7 separate regions of the Mus musculus genome follow, and regions 1, 2, 3, 5, 6 and 7 are each linked to region 4. A link is a contact called in public HiChIP or PLAC-seq and promoter capture Hi-C data. All regions are on one chromosome and are shown on one strand. Each heading gives the region's core, a stretch centred on a gene start, on an enhancer-like site or on the middle of the called end of the contact. The rest is flanking DNA. Distances are from core to core; before and after follow the strand shown. Region 1 holds the start of Eif3i (eukaryotic translation initiation factor 3, subunit I). Region 2 holds the start of Laptm5 (lysosomal-associated protein transmembrane 5). Region 3 holds the start of Kpna6 (karyopherin (importin) alpha 6). Region 4 holds the start of Fabp3 (fatty acid binding protein 3, muscle and heart). Region 5 holds the start of Zbtb8a (zinc finger and BTB domain containing 8a). Region 6 holds the start of Tmem39b (transmembrane protein 39b). Region 7 holds the start of Lck (lymphocyte protein tyrosine kinase).

Region 1 (2,700 bases), core at 112-2,611, 710 kb before region 4:
CTGAGTTGCAGTGTGAAAAAAAACCTTTCGGGTCCTGTTCAATTGACTCCGGATGACAGTAAGGATGTATGGGCTCCACTGCTTTGTCACTAGCTCACTGTGTGATCTTAAATACAGAGCTCCCTTCCTTTAAATGGCTAGGAGAGCTGAAGAGAAGGCTCAGAGCTTAAAGAGCACTGGCTGCTCCTCCAGATGACTTGGGTTTGATTCCCAACACCCACATGATGGCTTACAACAATCTGTATCTGCAGTTCCAGGAGATTTGATATCCTCTTCTGGCCTTCACAGGCACCAGGCACTCACATGCTATGTAGACATACAATGCAGCAAAGCACCCATACACATAAAATAAACAAAATCATTACACACACATACATTAAAAAAAAAAAATGACTGGGAGGGGCTGTGTGTGGTAGCACACACTTGTATTCCCAAGACCAGGAGGCTGAGGCAGGAGGATGGAGAGGTGTGCTGGCCACCATGGACAGATACCCCACTCTTGTCAACAGCTTTCTTCAAAGGGCAGCTGTGAAGCTCCAATGAAACCATGTCTATGAAACTTAAAATAAGTGACTTACATGCATCGGGTACAGTGCAAAACGATTTACAGAAATGACCTCACTCTGCTGAGGGAGCTAATTAAAGTCTCCATGTTTTATTAAAAGGGAAAACTGTGGTTTATAGAAAAGGTAAATGTCATGTTCAAAGTCACACTGCTTAGTAGGAGCAGGAGTTAGGGCTCAGATCTCAAGCTCCGACTTAACTCTCCACTGTTAACTATCAGTTTATTGCCTCCAATGCAAATGCCTCAAAAGACAATCCCCAAAGGAAACAAAGTGGGATTGAACAGACCACTTGATTCTGTCCTGTCCTGTCCCTGGGCTCCCTTCCAGTCTCCTGATTCTCTTCTCCCTGGCTAGGTACCCTTCCCTTCCAGATTTCCCTGGCGGAATGCTGTCGCCAACCTACCGCGGTATGGGGTTGGTTTTCCCTACTTATCAGAAAAATTTCCCTCCCGCAGGCAGTAAACCTTGTCCACCCGCAGTCCGGGCGGCGCGAACTCGCCCCCTCCGGGCCCCCCGCCCCGGACCCCCGGCCGCCCGCCCTCACGCAGTCGCTCACAGGGTCTTTGGCCACGGTGAAGAGAAGGTCTCCTTCGCGGTTATACTTGATCTGCGTGATGGACCGCTCATGGCCCTGCAGCAGGATGGGTTTCTGTGGGGACAGAACCGGGGTGTCAGTGCCGGGAACCCCGTCCCATGCCTACTGAGGCCCCCCGACGGCAGCACGCCGCGCCTGGAACTCACCATCCTGGCGGTGACGCGAGGAGAGAGGCAATGTGAGTGGGACCGGAAAAAGACTAGGGACGACTTCCGGATGCGGGGGCTCCGCCCTCTCGCTCCCGGAAGTAGAAGGGCCTGGCGTTTTCATGGCGGCGTCCTGGGGTGGGTAGCCGGGCCCCCCACCTCCGCGGGCTCCGACTCTGGCTCGGGAGCTCTGTTCTCAGTCTCCTGGCATCCCCGAGCCTCAGGAATGCTGAGCCACGCACCCTGGTCTCACTTCGGCCGCCCTCTGGGCGGGTCCTCCCGACCGATCACAGCCCGGCGGGAAGAGGGAGGGAGGGAGATGGAGCCGGGCAGCAGGGTGCAGGAGGCCGGAGGAGGACCCGGGTGACTTTCTGACCCTTTGCTTTCAGGGCAGGTGCTTGCTCTGGTGCTGGTGGCCGCACTGTGGGGTGGCACGCAGCCGCTGCTGAAGCGAGCCTCCTCCGGCCTGGAGCAAGTGCGTGAGCGGACGTGGGCCTGGCAGCTGTTGCAGGAGATAAAGGCTCTCTTCGGGAATACTGAGGTGCGTCTAGCTCTCACGGACGAGCCCCTGAAAATTTCACCATAGGTCGGCCGTATTCCCAGCCCATCTCTTACTCACTAGAAGTTCCTGGAAGAGTCATTTATCCTCTGTGAGTCTGTTTCGTCAAAAAAATGGAAAATTTAATGATAACCCTTGTATAGGGCTGATATAAGAACTCAAGTAAGACACATAAAACACTTAGCATTGGGCCTAGTACAGGGTACATGTTCAATCAATGACTATTTTTGCTTATTGTTTGTTTTTGGAGACAGGGTTTCTCTGTGTATCCCTGGCTACCCTGAACTCACTAGCCTCGAATTCAGAGATCAGCCTGCATCTGACTCCTGAGTGCTGGGATTAAAGGCGCCACCACTGCCAGGCTCCAGGACTACTCTTAAGGTCATCATCACCAAGTTGAGCTTTCTTTCGGCTCAACTTGCCCTGGGGTAGAACATAAGGAAAGCTATCGAGAACTGCCCATGGCTGCCTATGTAAGCTAGCTAGATATGCCCTACTCTGAGGGTTAGGGGGAAGGAGAGAGGTACTATATTTATAGTACTGTGTGAATTCTGTACAGAGAGATGAAGCTGGAGGACATGGAGTGGGCTACTTAGAAGGGGTAACACTGTCACTCAAGGCCTTATACCAGCAGGGACGATGGGAACTGGCCATGACGAGGGAGAGGGCATTTAAGGCAATAGAGTACATTGAATGCGTTTCTCTGTTTGCTCTAAGGGGTCTTCAAACACATGAGCGGTCCCTGAGCATTTGTAACCATGCCAACCCCCGTGGGAAGGTGCAAGCCAGAACAGGGACTCTCGAACTGGGTAACAACTGGCAAGGGGTCTGACA
Region 2 (2,700 bases), core at 90-2,589, 600 kb after region 4:
CCTTTATTGCAGCGTGGGTCATTTATCCCCTGAGACATCAGGGAAGAGTCTTAAGTCAGGGAAGAGTCTCAAACTTACTAATTCCAACGTTTCTTAGAGAGTGGGGAAGAACGCACAATCCCAGGTTTCTGTCTCGAGGGACCCTGCAAAGCGGGTTCGGCCAGGGGTCTCCCAGATCTCCTCCAGGGGTTACAGACCACAAGAGAAAGAGCCTATTACAGGGGCCTGGTACACACTCATGCCTATGGCTTCCCATGTGACAATTCTTCAGAGCCCAGAGTGAGGAGGAGATGGAGATGTGTGAGAAGCCCAGCTTCAGGGAGGGCCTCTAGGGCAGCGGTTCTCAACCTTCCTGGTGCTGTGGTCCTTTAACACAGTTAGTTCCTCATGCTGTGGTGATCCCCACCCATAAAATTATGTTTTGTTGCTACCTCATAACTGTAATTTTACTTCTGCTATGAGTTGTAATGTAAATATCTGATATCCAGAATATCTGATATGTGACTCCCATGAAAGGGTCGGCCGACCCCTGGACAGGTTATGATCCACAGGTTGAGAATTACTACTCTAGAGGCAGTTGGCCTCCGTTCCAGTTCCCACTCCTTTTTAGACTATCTTGGTGACTGCAAGGGAGAAATGGCTTCATCCTGTGCCTCAGTTTTTTCATCTGTGCAATGGGGATAAGAATAGCACCTCCTCCTGGGAAGTGACAGTATTCGCCTTTAATCCCAACACTTGGTAGGGAGAAGCAGGCAGATCTCTATAAGTTTGAGGCCAGCCTGCTCTACAGAGTGAGTTCCAGGACAGCCAGGGCTCTACAAAGAAACCCTGCCCCCCCCCTCCCCCCGCAAACCAAACCAAATCAGACCAGACCAAACCAAACCAAACCAAACCAAACCAAACCAACAGTCCCTCCCTGGAACAGCCCAGGTAAGGAGCTAAGCTTCACAGGATCTCGAAGGAGCAGTTTACTGACAGCTACTGTTTTTACAACCAGACACATTTGAGTTTGAATCCTTCCATTAGAACTACTGTTTGATTAGGGACAGATTTCCATATCGGATTCTTTTTCTAGAAAAGGGCTTCTAGGGCGGTGTTCAGCATCCAGGAAGCAGAGTGCATATAAATGCGGAGCCCAGCCCTGGTGAAGCATTGGAGCCCCTGGGAGTGGTAGATGCCTCAGTCGGGCTCCCTGTGACCCCCCCCCCCCTTCCCTCCCCTGCAGCTGCTACAACCCAGACTTACAGACCTGGCCCCTACCGTCTGAGGGCAAGGCGGAAGTGAGGCAGGCAGCCTGTGGCTTCCTCTTTTTTGTTCTGCTGTGGGCCCAAGACTCCTTACTCAGAGCCTCCGAAGAGGGGACTGCGCACCATGGCCTCCCGTGCAGCGCCGGTCAGACAGACATGCTGTTGTTTCAACATCCGAGTCGCCACCATAGCCCTGGCCATTTACCACATAGTGAGTATTGGGGAGTCTGGGGTGTTTGGTGTGTGTGTGTGTGTGTGTGTGTGTGTGTGTGTGTGTGTGTGCGTGAGGACACACTGAGACCTTCCAACTGGGGGATTGCTACCTATTACTTGTCTGTGGGACCCTGGACAAGCCCTGTGCTACTCTGGGCCTTAGTAGTTCCCTGTGGAGTTGAACAGAATAGTGCCCTTTTGGTTGTGGCTGTGCAAAGAGAAAGGCAGGCTGGCAACGGGGAGGAGTGCAGGTTGGGATTGTTCCAGGATGCCAAGCTCCACACAGGCCCGGGTGTAGGGCTTTCTGGGCCCTTTCCTAGTCTGGGGTCTGGGTTTACCTTTGGACTTCTACTGGGAACCAGCGACTGCTTCCTCTCAGCTCACAGCTCAGTCAAGCTGCCACCTTCTCCCTTCAAGGATGGCTTAAGCTTTGTGGCTGGGGAACTGCTTGGGGGTGGTGGGGGGCAGCCAGCATGTCACAGTGGCTGTCATTGTCACAGTGTGACCCCAGGTCCAGTCTTAGTGACCAGGGATAAGGCTCTCCCTTTGGAGTGGCCTAAAGTTGGAGTCTCTGTTCTCTTCTGCTGGGATTTACCCCTCACCCCCTGCCCCTGGCCACACTTAGCTCTCTGAGGCCCAAACATTTCTTGGCTTCAGTGACTCAGACAGAACCTGTGGCTAACAGCTCTCCTGGGCCTGGAAGAGCTTCCTCAAAATCAACCTAAATCCGTAGGCTGCTGCGCAGAGCCTGGTGACATCTGCTTCCGGCCACAGGCCGTGTGGCACCAGGCAGTGGTACAAACCAGTTCTGTCCTGAAGCTCTTGTGTGCACCTCCCTGCCCCCCTCCCCCATTCCCAGCCTTTGCTGTGCAGTCTCACATGACTTGTTGAACCTCTCTGAGCCTGTTTCTTTAGATCAAAACAGAAGATGAGGATGATAAGAGCTGTGTGTTGGGTGGCTGTGTGGGTGAAGTTGATATCTATAAAGCATGAGGGACATGTGCAACATGGTCCCCTGCCTTTCCATGAGTGTGTCTTGACCCACCTGTCCACCGAAAGCAGGGGTTCTCAACCTTCCTAATGTTGCGACTCTTAAATACGGTCCCTCACGTTGTGGTGACCCCACCCTCCCCAACCGTAACATTATTTTCATTGCTACTTCATAACCATAATTTTACTACTGTTATGAATCATAATGTAAATATATTTTTAGATAAAGAGTTGTCAAAAAGGTCTCAAC
Region 3 (2,700 bases), core at 66-2,565, 640 kb before region 4:
TCCTCAGAATTAGAGATTATAGCAAACTTTAGAAATGCACTACTCTTTACAATAGGCGGAGGTCAGCAATTCACTCTAAACTTTTCCACTTTCATTCAGACTAAAGATTTCAAACTGGACCCATATCAAAACACAACTTCCCAACTTTACGCAGGGTTAAAACTGTCCCCCCTCTCTCTCATCCCACCACTAGAGGGCCAGCCCATAAAAGGCACCAGTTAATTCCTAGGGCTCTGGAGTGATCACCCTGGTTTAATCACCGCGTGACCTTGGATAAGTTACTTTACCACTCTAAGCCTCAGTTTCCCCATCTGCAAAACAGGAATAACAGCAGCACCTATCCCACTAGATTGCAATTAGGTTAAACAAGACACGTTAAGCACTGACAATAACGTCTGCACGTACAGATTGGCAAATTTAAAGTTTTTCACTTTACTGATGCCAACAAATTACCAATACTGGTTTCACTTCTGAATTCGAAGACCATCATCGTATTCTTTTGAGCAACGGCTTTCGTATCCGGAATGCTCTTTAAAAAAGATCAACAGGTCTCTCTTTTTCTCCTAACCAGAGTTGGCCCAGAAACAGTAAGTCCCTGACCTGTCTGTGCCAAGAAGTCTTGGCTTTGGTCTCTCTACCACTGCGAAGGCTGTCACTGAGTCTAGCCGAACCACCCCATTCCTGCGCCGACTGGGACATTTTCCTGGCCTTCAAAGGCCCAAGCTCTGCTGGACCCGGCCGGCCCTTGGTTACCGGGCCGGAGCTGGCCTGCCCTGGGTCTCCTCTCCAGAGGACTCTACCCTCTACGTAGGCAGCTAGGACTTCACTTGGTTCAGAAGCCCGGCGTCCAAAAGCCCGAGGAAGCAGGCTCTCCGCGGCCAGGCCTGCTGCTGGAGCCCGGAGCCCGGCCCCCGGATCCACGGCAGGCGCAGGGCGAGAGGGCAGGGCTCTGCTTACCCCGGGAAGCGCGAGCTCTGACCCGAGGCCACCACGTGGGGACAGCCCAGGACGCTAGCAGTGCGGAACAAGCCCCCAGGGCTGCTCCCCGTGCGGGCGGCCCTACGCCAGCCCTAAACTGGCCCGAGGGGCGCTCCCGATCTGCCTTCTCCTCCCATGCCTCTCTGGATGCTTCCGACATCTGCTTCGGACGAGAGACAGGCCCTCGCCAGACCCCGCTCCCCGACACCTCGGCCCGAACACCCATCTCCTGAGCCGCTTCACTCACCCATCGCGGCTCCGCTCGCTCGGACTTGGCGGCGGCCGCAGCGGTAGCTTCAGCGGTAGCCTCGGCAGACAATATGGCGGACCTGCAGGACGGCGGCCTGACGGGGACAAACGTTTTATACCGTGCTAAAACGCGTTCTTAACCCTCACGCCCCCTTCCCTCCAAGGGATATCAGGATAGGGGCGGGCTTAAAGAGAACGCAGCCACTAAAGATGGCAATTAGGGATGGAATAGACAGCCGAGGCTGGAGGGAGACTAGAAGGAATATGTACAAAACAAAGTGTGTCAAACTCTCTGCCTCTGCTTCTGTCTCCCAAGTGCTGGAATTAAAGGCGTGCGCCACCACCGCCCGGTTGCCACAAGCACTTTAAACCACTGGGCCATCTCTCTGGTCCTTGCTGTCTGTGGTTTTAAAGGCAGAAGGGGCAGAACGATTGGACCTGGAGATCCAATCTCTTTCTGTTTTTATTTCTTCTTTATGGCGAGACCTTCTTTCCCAAAAATTCTTCATAATTAAGCCTGTATAGACCCTGAACTAAATAATTATTTTGAGAGAGGAAGTGATTCGTTCAAGGCTCCGGAGATAAGGAAAAGGAGTGGAGATTAAGCTGGGGTTTGAATATTGTTTTTGTTCATTTGAGACAGGATCTTTACTATGTATCTCTGGCTGGCCTGGACCTTTATAAATCAGAAAGACTTCAAACTCACAGCGATCCACCTATCTGCCTCCCAAGTGCTGAGGTAAAAGGCTCCCAGACCAGTTGTTTGTTTACGGGAGGCAGGGTTTCAGATATCCTAGACTTGAACTCTAGATTCTCCTTCTTCCACCTCCCCTCTGCTGAGGTTACAGGTGTGCGCTATCACACTAGAGGGAGTTTGTTTCTCCAGCAAAAGGGTGTGGTGGGGTAGGGGCAGAGCCCAGTAACCTTTTAATGACAGGGTCAGTTCTATATTGCTGACTAGTATGACCACCACCTTCCAGTGTCTGACTTATAGCTATTGAATGAATAAATGAACAAATAAACAAGCAAACAAATAAATAACAGGTCAATGAGCTCCCTTTTTTAGTGATGAGGACCTTGAAGCACGTGCCTTTTGAATCAAGGAATTTGGGGCTGATGCTTATTAACCTCCTTATTTTGCATGATAGCATTCCAGTCTTCCACATCAACACACAGAGCCGGGGTTACGTCCAATCTTGCCAATTCTAACCAAATGCCTGGCCGATAAAGTGAAACAACTCAAAAGTCAAATTCTATGACTTGAGGAAAAGGAATACTGTTATCACAATAATCAACCTCCTTATCTCACTTATCTCCAAAATCGTTCTGCCCCATCTGTCTTTAAAACCAGAGACAGCGGGGCTGGTGAGATGGCTCAGGGGGTAAGAGCACTAACTACTCTTCAAGAGGTCCTGAGTTCAAATCCCAGCAACCACATGGTGGCTCACAACCATCCGTAGTAACATATGATGC
Region 4 (2,700 bases), core at 173-2,672:
GTACCTTGATCCATGTGGACTTCTCCAAAGCAGGGCCCGCACAAACCAGGAGCTTACTTTGAGAGAGTATCTTGCCTTGGCTCAGACTGGCCCCCAACTCAGGAATCTCTTGCCTCCAGGTGCAGGTGCCGTATTAACTGTTGGCTCAAGCCAGAGCAGCGGCACACAGCTGTAACCCAGGAGACAGAGGCAGGAGAATCTTTAGTTCAAGGTCAACCCCTGCTACACATTGAGATGCTGACTTGGTAATAATTAAACAGAAACTGCTGAACTAAGGAATAGGCTCCACTGAGGTTCCCTTACTCACCTGTAAAAAGGGGATGATACCACCTACCAACGAAAAAGTTGAGTGTGACCATGCCCTGAAGTAGGCTACAACCATCAATAGTCGGGTCTTATTTAATAACGTACTTTAAGGTGACAAGCAGTCTAGTGGCAGAAGTCAGGGGAAAAAACTGACTTCAGCAGAGGGTCGCGGCTTTCCGGGAGTTAAGGTGGCCGAGGCCGGAAGAACCCTCTGAATAGACAAATTGTCTTCGCGGAGTGAAGAACGACCCTGGCACAAGCTCAGAGGTCAGTAAATAAAGCCTGAAGCGCTTTCAGGCAGCGGCGACGGGTGGGACTGCGGAGAAAGGCGCAGGCGGGAGACATTCCGCAGGGAGGGGCTAGCACGTGTGGGGCTAGCATGAGGGAAGCAAGGTCACGTTCTCCGCCAGCAGGTGAGGCGCTGGGCAGCTCAGCCATCCGCGGTGTCCAAGGCAACTCTTTTCCACTTGTCTGGTAGGAGCAAGAGGGCTCAAAGGCCACTAGACCATGCTCTCTGTCCAGGCTCCAATTCTTTTTTACTTACGGCGACCGCGTCATTCCTCTCCGAGCCTCTGAGCCTCTTCTACAAGAAGAGGACATAGGACCGTTGAGATGGGTTTTTGGGTAAAGGCCCTTGCTGTCAAGCCTTGACAACCCCAGTTTGATACGTGGGACCCACACGGTGGAAGCAGAGAAGGGACTCCCGCGAGTTACAACGAACGCCCCAGTCTCCCACCCCTTCCCCATAAGTACGCCTACACGAGCATACACAATATAAGAATAAAACCACAGCGAATTAAAAAACAAGGCGGCAGAAGGATCAAGCGGCGTTTCTCCAGCGTGGCACCAGCTCAAGGGCGAGTTTCCTTTCAGTATGGCCGGGGGATGCTCTACTTGGGTTGCGGGAAGCGCCCCGCAGCCAGGCCAGGGATGGGTTAGATGGCACCAACAGGACCGCGGGCGCCGCTGACGTAGGCGACGGGAGGGCTGTGGGGGATGGGCCCCAGCCCTTTGCGGGAGTGCAAGCCCCGGCTTCCTATTTCGGGAGCGAGGGGTGTGGGCCACTTTCATCATGTGATGCGAGGGCTATTTAAAGAGGCTGTCCAGCCGGGAGCTGCGGTTCTCAGTGCCTGCTCGCCTCCTCACTCATCGCACCATGGCGGACGCCTTTGTCGGTACCTGGAAGCTAGTGGACAGCAAGAATTTTGATGACTACATGAAGTCACTCGGTGAGCGAACGAACGGCGCAGGATCTAGGGTCAGGAGGGCCGGCAAGGCGGTCTTGGCGCTGAGCTCCCAGGGGGAGTGCCCCCATGTGCCTCCCGCAAGCTCCTAGCCAGTCCAGACAGGGAATACTGAGGTGCGGAGGGTGGCCTGGGCTGAAGCCACTCCACTCCACCCCACCCCACCCCGGCCTCCTGGGAGGGGGGTGTCGCGGTCCAAGCTTGGCGAGCCTCGTAGCTGGAGGGGAAGGGTAGAGGCAGCTGTGGCCGCAGAGGTCCGGGATGGGAGGCTTTCTAGGAAGCAGTGTAGGTGATCCGGAGGTGGAAAGGGGAGGGAAAGAAGGGCGGGAGGCTGGCCGCAGGAGAAGGCAAAGAGGAGCATGGTGGTCCAGAAATTGAATTCCGAAAGGGAATAGAGCAGATAGGAGTGTACAGAGCCTGGAGGAAGACTAAAGAAAATCAGTGAATTCCATCTGGGAAGAGGTGAAGATACAGCCAGGCAGTCAGCAACAAGCCCTACCCCTCCATGTTGGGGTAGTGAAGAGGCCTCTCTCTGGAAGATGCCCTGGTTCTCACCAGCCTGACCTTCACCTACAGTGTGTGCAGCCACCCCTGGGATCAGTCGGAGACGCTGCTGCTAGAGCAGGGCAAGACGACCACTACACATAGGCTTCCCGGCCGCACCAGTCGGCCACCGGATCAGTGCTGGGGATAGGGTGAAGAAAGCCTGGGATCGAGCAGAGGGTGTCAGAAGAAAGGTGAAGAGCTATGAAGGGAGAGTGTGGCTTGGGGCTGGGGAAATTGTGTGGTGTGGGCGGTGACACAACGCCTTTAACCAGCACTCTGGGAAGCAGAGGCAGGTGAATCTCCCGAGTTCTAGGCCTGGTCTATACAGAGAGAATTCCAGGACAGCCAGGACTACACAGAGAAACCATGTCTTGAAAAAAAAAAGAAAGGAAGAGTCCCATGATTTACTTAATAGGAAGACAGCTTGGGACACATGAGCTCATCGCCTCATAGGAAAGCCCAGGATTTCTTTTTGAAGACTGAACTAGAGCCTTGTGCATGCCCCCTACTGCTGAGTTATACTCCCCACTCACACACACACACACACACACCCTCTTTTTACTCTGTGTAACAGGTTCTCACTAACTTCCCCAGGTTGGCTTTG
Region 5 (2,700 bases), core at 68-2,567, 930 kb before region 4:
CAAGTCTAGCCTGAGTCCGCTTTAAAACAAAGAATAAATAGGTAAATAAAAGTGCGATTTAAGTGATAAAATCAGCGAAGGTTTTGGTACTTTGGAGACTGTTCCGGGACGCTGCAAGAACAGGGCGCCTTGGGGGGCTGCCACGTCTCAGCTCCCTGCCTAGGGATGAGACTCCCTAACCATTAGCGTTTTATTTTTCCCCCTTTCCCCTTTGCTAGGTAGAATAAACAGCCGGAACCCGTAGCCGTCTCATAAGAAATTAAGTGCAATATTTCGTCAAAGTGAAACCACTCCATTTACTAAAGTTCTGCAAATAGAAAGACTTCTAGGTGTTGGCGGCGTGTGTGGTTGGGTGCCCGCTAGGTGTGAATCCTATTCCAAACACGTCTCGCAAAGACGTGGATTACGAATAACCGCACGGTCAAGGGCGAGTAAGCGCGCCAGAGCGCGAAGGGACTAAAGCCGACAGTGTCTCCAGGTGGGAGATGCCAGGGACATTCTGCCGCGGGGCCAGCTGGGGCTCCATATTTCTGCCCTCGGTTCTAAGCCCAGAACTGTCGCGTCGTGATGGAAAACCAGAGAGTGGAGGGCGGAGTGAGACCGCCGGGCTGCAGCGCCCCGCGCCCCGCGCCCGACGTCTGCAGACACGCCCGGCCCCGTGGCGCCGCCTCGCCGCCGCGGCCGTCAGGAGGCTCGGGCGCCTTCCCGCCTTTCCCCGGGCCGGGCCAAGGCTGGCGGCGGGGCGGGCGCGGGCGGCGACGGTGCAGCCATTGTCCCGCAGCCGCGCCCGGGGCCGCCGCCGCCGCCCGCGTCTCCTTTGTGGCCGTCGCCGACCCTCGGAGCCGCCGCTCTGCGCCCCCGGCTGCAAATGGCGCCGGGTGCCCCCTGCGTCGCCCGGCGCACCGGCTGGGGTTGCAGTCCCGGGGCGCACCCCGGCGGCTCCGCCGCCCTCCGCCAGGCTCTGGGCCCGGCCCGCAGCCCCGACGCCCGGGCCGCCCTCCTCCCGCCCGCGCCCGTGCAGCCACTTACCGCGGGGCTCTAGCCGCTCGCTCGCTCGCTCGCTCGCGCGCGCGCGCGCTGCGGAGCGATTCCCGGTTCCGGGTAGGGGAAGCAGCCCCTTTCCGAAGCCGAGGCTTTGCGCCCTAAAACAAGTAGCCCCAACGTGGGAGAAACAAAAGGTATTTGCTGACGTGGGCGTTGGACAGAAACGCCCGAGGGCTGAGGACACAATTAAAGGGGCAACGCACAGATTTCAGGCACCAACCAGCAGCTTCGCCCACTCCCCCTGTCCGTGCCCACGCCCGACTGCACCCTCCGCAGGCACTAGGGCGCCCAGGTTCCCCAGCAGTTGATTGGGGATCATTCTTTTAGTCGGGAGCTTAAATTTTAAAATTGTACTTTACGTTGGGAAAGGCGCCTCCGGAGGGCAGAAGGGCTGGATTTCTAATATGTGGAGATATTGGTTCAAGGAGAGAGGGAGGGACTTAGGCGTGCCCACAAATACTGTATACATGTGACATTATTGTACTTAAGTTTAGCGACGTAAAATGGGAGAGAGTTCCACAAAATCGCCCTTTGACGAAGCACTTAATTTCAGTTATAGCCTTTTAGAAACCTCTGTAGGTCCCCATCAAGCCCTTTGAAGAGGCAAGCCCGGAGGGGCTGAGATTAAGAGGCCGTGATTCTTTATATAAAACTAGTACAAAACAGTGTTTCGTGTTTTCAAATATAAAAATTGGTCGTAAAATCAAGTTTCTCTTCTGACGTGACCCTAATATTTATGGCACACAAATATCAGGTGATACATTTCCTAAAATAGTAAACCGCTGAATTTTCATACTGCTTAAATTCCACAAACTAAATTAGTTTTCTACTTCTTCACGCTGATTGTCAAGTAATGCGGAATGGGGGAGAAGATTCAAAGTCTCAAAGCATGCGTTTAATATTTTGAGGCGTTCCTCTCCCAAGCCTCAGTCAAGCCCATCAGGGTCCTATTTCTCCGATCTCCTCACTAAGTAACTATGTATTCGAACATCATTCTCTCTGAGAATACAATACAGTCATTTCTGAATGAAAAAAAAAAAAAAAGGAGAAATAAAAAGGAAAGGGACATGCCTGGTCCTAGGTATAGTGGAGGAGAAAGTTTATTATAGATATGTGGGAGAGCACAGCCAGAGGCAGGAACATCTGGGAGAGTACAGAGTGAACTGAGCTGTGCCCTGTGATGTGGGGTGGGGGAGGGAGGAGAGAGAGCAGCAGAACCAAGTACAGCAGGAGACCCAAATTACAAAGAGGGTAGGGAGCCAAAATGGTTGGATTATATAGGGAAGAATAGCTCAGCCCCCTGGACTGGAGGATTCAAGCTAGGGGGCCGGATATGCCAGCCTAGAGGACCCTGTAACAGGTATTGGACTGAGGGATGCTGGGAGAACCTGGTGGCCAGGTCAGCTTTGACATGTTAACTAGGCACCCCAGCTATTTGTCCCAGGTTTGACACCTAACAGTTTCTTAATGTCACACCTGTTTACCCCAGGGGTGCTCTGTGATTAAGATTCGTTTCCTGGACTTTTGAGGTAATGGGAGATAATGGAAGGAAAGGTAGACCAGTGCTTATTTGAAAATCACTAGGACAGGGCTGGTGAGATGGCTCAGCGGTTAAGAGCACTGACTGCTCTTCCAAAGGTCCCGAGTTCGAATCCC
Region 6 (2,700 bases), core at 180-2,679, 610 kb before region 4:
TGGCCTCGAACTCAGAAATCTGCCTGCCTCTGCCTCCTGAGTGCTGGGATTAAAGAAGTGCGCCACCACGCCAGGCGTGAATTCACATTTTAAGCGACTAAGTAGCACAGAATAGCCTCAAACTCACAACCCACCTGCCTCAGTCTCCCAAATGCTAGGATGACAGGATGACAGGCATGTGCTACCAGACTGTTATTTTTACTGCCAGTTCCCTTAATCCGGTTCACTGGACCAGTTTGGTAAGATTTTCAGAGCCTGAGTCCTGAGCTGCTCAGCGCTGGTATTTGCTGGATTTTATCTGGATCTGAGTCTCCAGACGCTACAATCTGGTCAGGTTTGAGACAAGTTTTCCCTCCAGGGCCCTGAGATCTAACTCAATGACCCACGGCCTGGCCTTAACGTCAGAATGGCCTTAGAAAGAGCGCTGTGGTTGGGAATCTCAAACTTAAGATTTTACAAAACTATATTCCCTAAGCTTAGTAGTCTAGCCTAAGATCCTAGGCAGCATCCTGCACTTAGCTCCCAAACCCTTAATCGAAGTTATAACTTCCTCAACTTCCTCACAGCAACACAGTAGCCTCCATTCATACACACGGTGCCCAAGCTTTCCTATCTCTGAAGGTTTTCTGACAGCTCTTCACAATATGCATGTCCAGAAAGCTGACTTCAAGCCCCAAACCGGAAGCTTTGTTCACACGCTGTTATATTTGGTTTGGTTTAGAACCCCCCCCCCCAACACACACCCTCAGCCCAGGAACTCTGCCCACACCCACTATCTTTTAGAAGCTCGGCACCCACATAAAGCCCCTAGCCCAGAAACCCCGCCCACACACAACTGTCAACCCCAAGACCCCGCCCACAAGCCGGGCAATGCTCTCTAGGACTGGAAGCTTGAATCGGAATGGACTCCCTTGGTGGGCTAGGTGTCCCTGCGGCCCCACCGCTCTCAGTGTAAACCCCTATAGTCCAGAAAATTCTCTCCCCCACCGGCAATCACAAAAGGCGAACCCTAAGCTCTCAGCCCCTCCCACCAGAGTGCCCGGCCCCCATCTGCAGACAGGAGAATTGTGTGCCCCAAAGAAAGCCTGAGCCCCTCCGAGCCCCTCTCCCTTTTGGAAGCTCCGCCTACCAAGCGGTGACCCGCCCCCTCAGGACCGGAGGGGCGGGGTCCCGCCTGCGCCGCGTCCCTTCCCCTCCCCCTCCCCCTGCCCGCGACTCCGGTCCGCGTGGGGAGGCAGTTCGCAGCCAGGCTCCCCGCTATCCCGCGACCCCCGAACGAGCCCAGCCAGCTCTGCTCACCCATCTCCTTCCCCCGGCGCTCTCCGCTCACCGCCGCAGCTCCTGCGGGCAATATGTCGGAGGCGACGGCGGCCGAGAGAGGACTAACCGCCGCAGCCCGGGCCGGGTATCAGCCGCACGCTCCCTCCGGCTGCTCAATTTGCATGCTAGGCGGGCTGGGAGTCGGGAGCGCGCTTCTTAAAGGGGCCGTTTGGACAAAAGCTGTGCTAACGCTCTTTGTCTTGCCTTTCCCCACGCCTTTCCCGCAGCTGCTGCTCAAGAGATTCTGGAGCGGGCGAACCCACCTCCCGTGTTTCTTCACCCTGTTCTGACTTAGAGGAGGACACCAGAGCGGCCTTTTGCCTCTAGTGAAGTCCTGTTTTTGTACAACACAGTCACCTCATACTCAGCGAGTCCCAAACTGGGCTTTCAGAACTCTTAGGCTTTAGTGTGCTTTGGCCCACCCCAGTCAAAATCTACGAGTCACTTCCCCTTTCCTCCAAAACTCTATATCCAATTTTTGGCCTCATCTTGATGACCCTAAACTCTATCCATTTCTCATGTTTGATTCTCATGTTCTCCACTGTTGATTTCACTGCCACCACCTTAGCTAAGAACCTGTGCCTGCCATTTTCAAATTTCGAAATAGTGTTAATGGGTATTAATAATAACCGCCTATTAGGGTTCTTAACATTTTAGAATTTGGTGTGCCGGAGAGAGGGAGGGATGCGCAGAGCAGTGGACTTGGGAAGACAACTGGTAGTAGTACTGGTTCTTCTACCATGTAGCCTAACACGTAGGCTATCGGGCTTGGCTACAAGAACCTTTACTTGCTGAGATATCTCGCCAGCCCTTTGATTTTGGTTTTTAAGACAGAGCCTCTGGTAGCCTGGGCTGTCCTTGAATTTGCTATGGATTAGAGGATGTCCTTGAATTTCTGATCCTGCTTCATAGTGTCGGAATTATTACTCTCACTATGACAGATTTATTCAGGGATGGAAATCAAACCTAATGCAAGCACAAATTATCTTGTAGGCATGGAAGATTAAATGAGACAATCCATGTAGTACCTGTTTTAATCAGTGTTAGCCATCATGTTTGGCAAACACTTAACAGAGGAAGCAAGTAGCTACTGTTATTGTTAGTGTAATTTCTTCCCTTGCAAGACTAATAAGCAGTCTATGGGGGTGAGGGTAGGAGATTAAAATTAGGGCCTCATACAGGCTAGGCAAGTGTTCTATCATTCAGTTATATTCTCAGCCTCATAAGCAATCTTTATATTATTGTTAAGTTTTTTTTTAATTTTATGTGAGTACACTGTAGCTGTAAAGATGGTTGTGAGCCTTCAAGTGGTTGTTGGGAATTGAATTTTTAGGACCTGTGCTCGCACCAGTCAACCCCCCTCACTGGGGCCCAAAGATT
Region 7 (2,700 bases), core at 157-2,656, 740 kb before region 4:
AAGCTTCTAGATTCCCTTGAAGGAAACTTCTCCCTCGTCTGATCTCAACCCATTCTCTGACTTTGTCCTCTGGGCTCTTTTGAGAAGAGCCACCATCCTGAGCTCCAAGAACAAGCAACCCTGTTGGATTCCTCTCCCAGTCAGCACAGGGCCAGCCTAGAGGACTGCAGTTCAAGGACAGATGAAACACCGGAAGAGCCAGTGTGTTTCCTGCCCCTGTAAGGAGGCAAGGTCTTGGAAGAGGCCAGCATATGCTGACAAGATGGAAAATCTGTGACATAAACATCTACGGTGAGGCAAGGGAAACCTGGACAGTCAGTGGAGGAAGAGACCGTCCTCCAGAGTTTAGAGTTTGACTGAACGAATGGGTGGTGGCTGGTGACAAGATTCTGGGCCTCTATCCTTTAGGGTCTGAAGGAAGAATCATGAAGGCCGACATGAACACACAAATACAGCTGAGTTAAGACAGGATGGGGACAAGGGCAAAGGCAAGAACATCCTGTCCTGACACTTGGCAGGACAGGAGCGGTGACTTTCCAGAGGGAAGTTCAGAAGTTCTTGCCCTGCTCCAGCTATACCCAGTTCAGGATAAAAATAGTCTTTCCTCTTCCCTTCTCCCATCTCGTTCACTACCAACTTCCCCGGGGAACACACATCCATTCTGGATAAACGCCCTACACATATCTATCTGCTTCCTTACTGACTCCTCTGTGTTTCAGGATGCTGGTTGCTAAGGCTGCCGTCGATTCTCATATGTCCACCTGGATCCCATGGGTTACTCTTTCATCTGTTTCTGCCACTTGGGTCTGCCTTAGGGACCTGGGGACTGATTCCTGGGGCCCTGCCCTCAGGACGGTCCATCTCATCACCCTGTGTGCCACAGGCATAGAAGGAGCCCAGGTCAAGCCTACACCCCCACGCAAGGTCCTGCTTTGCCGCGGACCATCGTGAGGAGGTATGGGTTAAGACAGGGTCACAGCCACCTTTGGACCTCAGAAACCTCATCCTCTGAGCTCAAGGAACTGGACAGGTGGCTGCTGGTGGCCTTCTTAACACTTGACATCATGTGCTGGCTCTCCCAGGAGTGTGCTCCTCCTAAGGTGGGAAATGATGGACAGCAGATGGCAGAGGCAAGAGCCACCAGCTCAGACAACCTCCAGGAAGGCATTTCTGAAAGGTTTCTGTACACCTAAGGAGCCTAGGCCTCCACAGACGCAGTGTTCTGCTGTCTGGTTCCCACCATTGCCCCCTTCTACACTGTTGTTCCCAGTACCCCTTACCTGCCCAGCCTGGGAGCCTTCTGGCCTATTCACATGATGCTCCTAGCCTGGCTTGGCTGCCTGGACCCGGTGTCAGCTCCCCTCGCCGTCGTAGTCACCACCTGTCTCCTCGCGCCCACGTTCCACCCTGACTTCCTGTCTCCTGAGGGCTCTGCAGCCAACCCAGCCCCAGCAACCCAACCACAAGCCTCCAGCACCTCAGGCTTCCTGCTGCCATAGACCTAGACCCCCTCAGCCTCTTGGGTCCCATACATCTCTAGGCCAGCTTCTACTCATACTGAGGGAGGCACTTAGGGAGGAAGGCTGTGTGTGATGGCATAGGTCCATATTCCCAGCGTTCTGGAGGTGAAGACAGGAATGGCTACATACAGAGTTCCAGACCAGCCTAGACCCCTCAAGTCCAATCATCATCATCATCGTCGTCGTCGTCATCAACCAATGAGAGGATTTTTTTTTAACGCAGGGACTCACCGTGTTGCCCTGACTGTTATGGAATTTGCTATGTTGCCTTGAACTCACAGAGATTCACTTGCCTCTTCCTCCCCTTGAAGGTCACTAAACATGGTGGGGAAGGCTGTTTGATGGAGCACTCCTCCTACCCTCCAAGATACTCCTGGGTAAGAGAAGAGAGCCTTTGCCCCCGTGAGCAGAACACAGCAGCTACAGTTTAGCTCACAGGGAAGGAAATGGCGCTGCACTCAACTCCAGCCGTGCTATGTAAGAACTGGGTGGCCTTTAATTTAGCCGGACAGCCAAAGGCATCTCTTGTTCAGAGTTGAACCTGGACAGCATCTATCTCTGTTAGATAGTTGGTGACAAGGTTATATGTACTATAGTAAAAACAGCAGCCACATTCACTGGCAGAGCCGTATCCATGTCATCCTGTGCCTAAGGATCGACTGTTGACAGTCTGTTTCAGGAGGAAGACAAGAAAACCTCATGTCTTAAGGCCCTAGTGACAGGCTGGGGCATGGTGGCATAAGGCTTTAATCCCAGCATTCCGGAGGCAGAGGCTGGCAGATCTCTGCAAGTTTCAGGCCAGACTAACTTATGCAGTAAGTTCCAGGACAGCCAGAGCTACATAAAGAGACCCTGTTTCGATAGATAGATAGATAGATAGATAGATAGATAGATAGATAGATAGATAGATAGATGATAGGTAGATGGATAGATAGGTAGATACACACATACATACATACATACACACATACACACATACATACATACACACATACATACATACACACATATATGCATACAGAGATACATAGATACATAGATGATAGAGATAGATACATAGATACATAGATAGATACATAGATACATAGGTAGATAGATACATACAAACATAGATACATACAGAGATACATAGATAGATACATAGATGATAGAGACAGATAGAAGATAGATAGATAGATAG

The links. Promoter capture Hi-C pulls out the DNA fragments that hold promoters and counts their contacts. HiChIP or PLAC-seq counts read pairs in DNA pulled down with a chosen protein or histone mark.
Region 1: a contact with region 4 is called in an H3K27ac HiChIP or PLAC-seq map of microglia, with 5 times the contacts expected there. The contact joins the promoter of Eif3i here to the promoter of Fabp3 in region 4. A contact is called at or near these places in 2 of 115 datasets of contacts at active chromatin or transcription factors (extraembryonic endoderm stem cells and microglia).
Region 2: a contact with region 4 is called in a promoter capture Hi-C map of liver, with 5 times the contacts expected there. The contact joins the promoter of Laptm5 here to the promoter of Fabp3 in region 4. A contact is called at or near these places in 7 of 39 promoter capture datasets (the 3T3-L1 cell line, embryonic stem cells, hippocampal neurons and 2 more), 4 of 115 datasets of contacts at active chromatin or transcription factors (all in embryonic stem cells) and 1 of 9 other capture datasets (embryonic stem cells).
Region 3: an H3K27ac HiChIP or PLAC-seq map of embryonic stem cells shows a contact between it and region 4, with 4 times the contacts expected there. The contact joins the promoter of Kpna6 here to the promoter of Fabp3 in region 4. A contact is called at or near these places in 6 of 115 datasets of contacts at active chromatin or transcription factors (bone marrow-derived macrophages, embryonic forebrain, embryonic stem cells and 1 more).
Region 5: a contact with region 4 is called in a promoter capture Hi-C map of liver, with 3 times the contacts expected there. The contact joins the promoter of Zbtb8a here to the promoter of Fabp3 in region 4. A contact is called at or near these places in 2 of 39 promoter capture datasets (both in liver).
Region 6: a contact with region 4 is called in an H3K27ac HiChIP or PLAC-seq map of extraembryonic endoderm stem cells, with 2.6 times the contacts expected there. The contact joins the promoter of Tmem39b here to the promoter of Fabp3 in region 4. A contact is called at or near these places in 3 of 39 promoter capture datasets (hippocampal neurons and liver), 1 of 15 datasets of contacts at CTCF or cohesin (embryonic stem cells), 1 of 484 Hi-C or Micro-C datasets (embryonic stem cells) and 2 of 115 datasets of contacts at active chromatin or transcription factors (extraembryonic endoderm stem cells and forebrain).
Region 7: a promoter capture Hi-C map of liver shows a contact between it and region 4, with 4 times the contacts expected there. The contact joins the promoter of Lck here to the promoter of Fabp3 in region 4. A contact is called at or near these places in 2 of 39 promoter capture datasets (the SN4741 cell line and liver) and 1 of 115 datasets of contacts at active chromatin or transcription factors (trophoblast stem cells).

The regions. Positions count from the first base shown.
Region 1 is chr4:129,599,287-129,601,986 of GRCm38.p6, forward strand. It overlaps Eif3i (eukaryotic translation initiation factor 3, subunit I), which reads right to left and starts at 1,362. Exons shown (of 11, transcript NM_018799.2): 1 at 1,308-1,362; 2 at 1,123-1,215. The coding sequence starts at 1,310. Tmem234 (transmembrane protein 234) reads left to right here and starts at 1,394. Exons shown (of 5, transcript NM_029748.3): 1 at 1,394-1,445; 2 at 1,697-1,848. The coding sequence starts at 1,430.
Region 2 is chr4:130,911,977-130,914,676 of GRCm38.p6, forward strand. Laptm5 (lysosomal-associated protein transmembrane 5) reads left to right here and starts at 1,340. Exons shown (of 8, transcript NM_010686.4): 1 at 1,340-1,458. The coding sequence starts at 1,372. Gm38599 (a long non-coding RNA gene) reads right to left here and starts at 1,916. Exons shown (of 5, transcript XR_001784452.2): 1 at 1,799-1,916.
Region 3 is chr4:129,671,452-129,674,151 of GRCm38.p6, forward strand. Kpna6 (karyopherin (importin) alpha 6) reads right to left here and starts at 1,316. Exons shown (of 14, transcript NM_008468.4): 1 at 1,226-1,316. The coding sequence starts at 1,229.
Region 4 is chr4:130,307,316-130,310,015 of GRCm38.p6, forward strand. It overlaps Fabp3 (fatty acid binding protein 3, muscle and heart), which reads left to right and starts at 1,423. Exons shown (of 4, transcript NM_010174.2): 1 at 1,423-1,535. The coding sequence starts at 1,463. It overlaps Gm10570 (a long non-coding RNA gene), which reads right to left and starts at 390. Exons shown (of 4, transcript XR_868203.3): 1 at 308-390; 2 at 5-169.
Region 5 is chr4:129,376,711-129,379,410 of GRCm38.p6, forward strand. It overlaps Zbtb8a (zinc finger and BTB domain containing 8a), which reads right to left and starts at 1,318. Exons shown (of 5, transcript NM_028603.4): 1 at 1,030-1,318.
Region 6 is chr4:129,695,416-129,698,115 of GRCm38.p6, forward strand. It overlaps Tmem39b (transmembrane protein 39b), which reads right to left and starts at 1,430. Exons shown (of 9, transcript NM_199305.2): 1 at 1,300-1,430. The coding sequence starts at 1,303.
Region 7 is chr4:129,572,235-129,574,934 of GRCm38.p6, forward strand. It overlaps Lck (lymphocyte protein tyrosine kinase), which reads right to left and starts at 1,407. Exons shown (of 13, transcript NM_001162433.1): 1 at 1,281-1,407.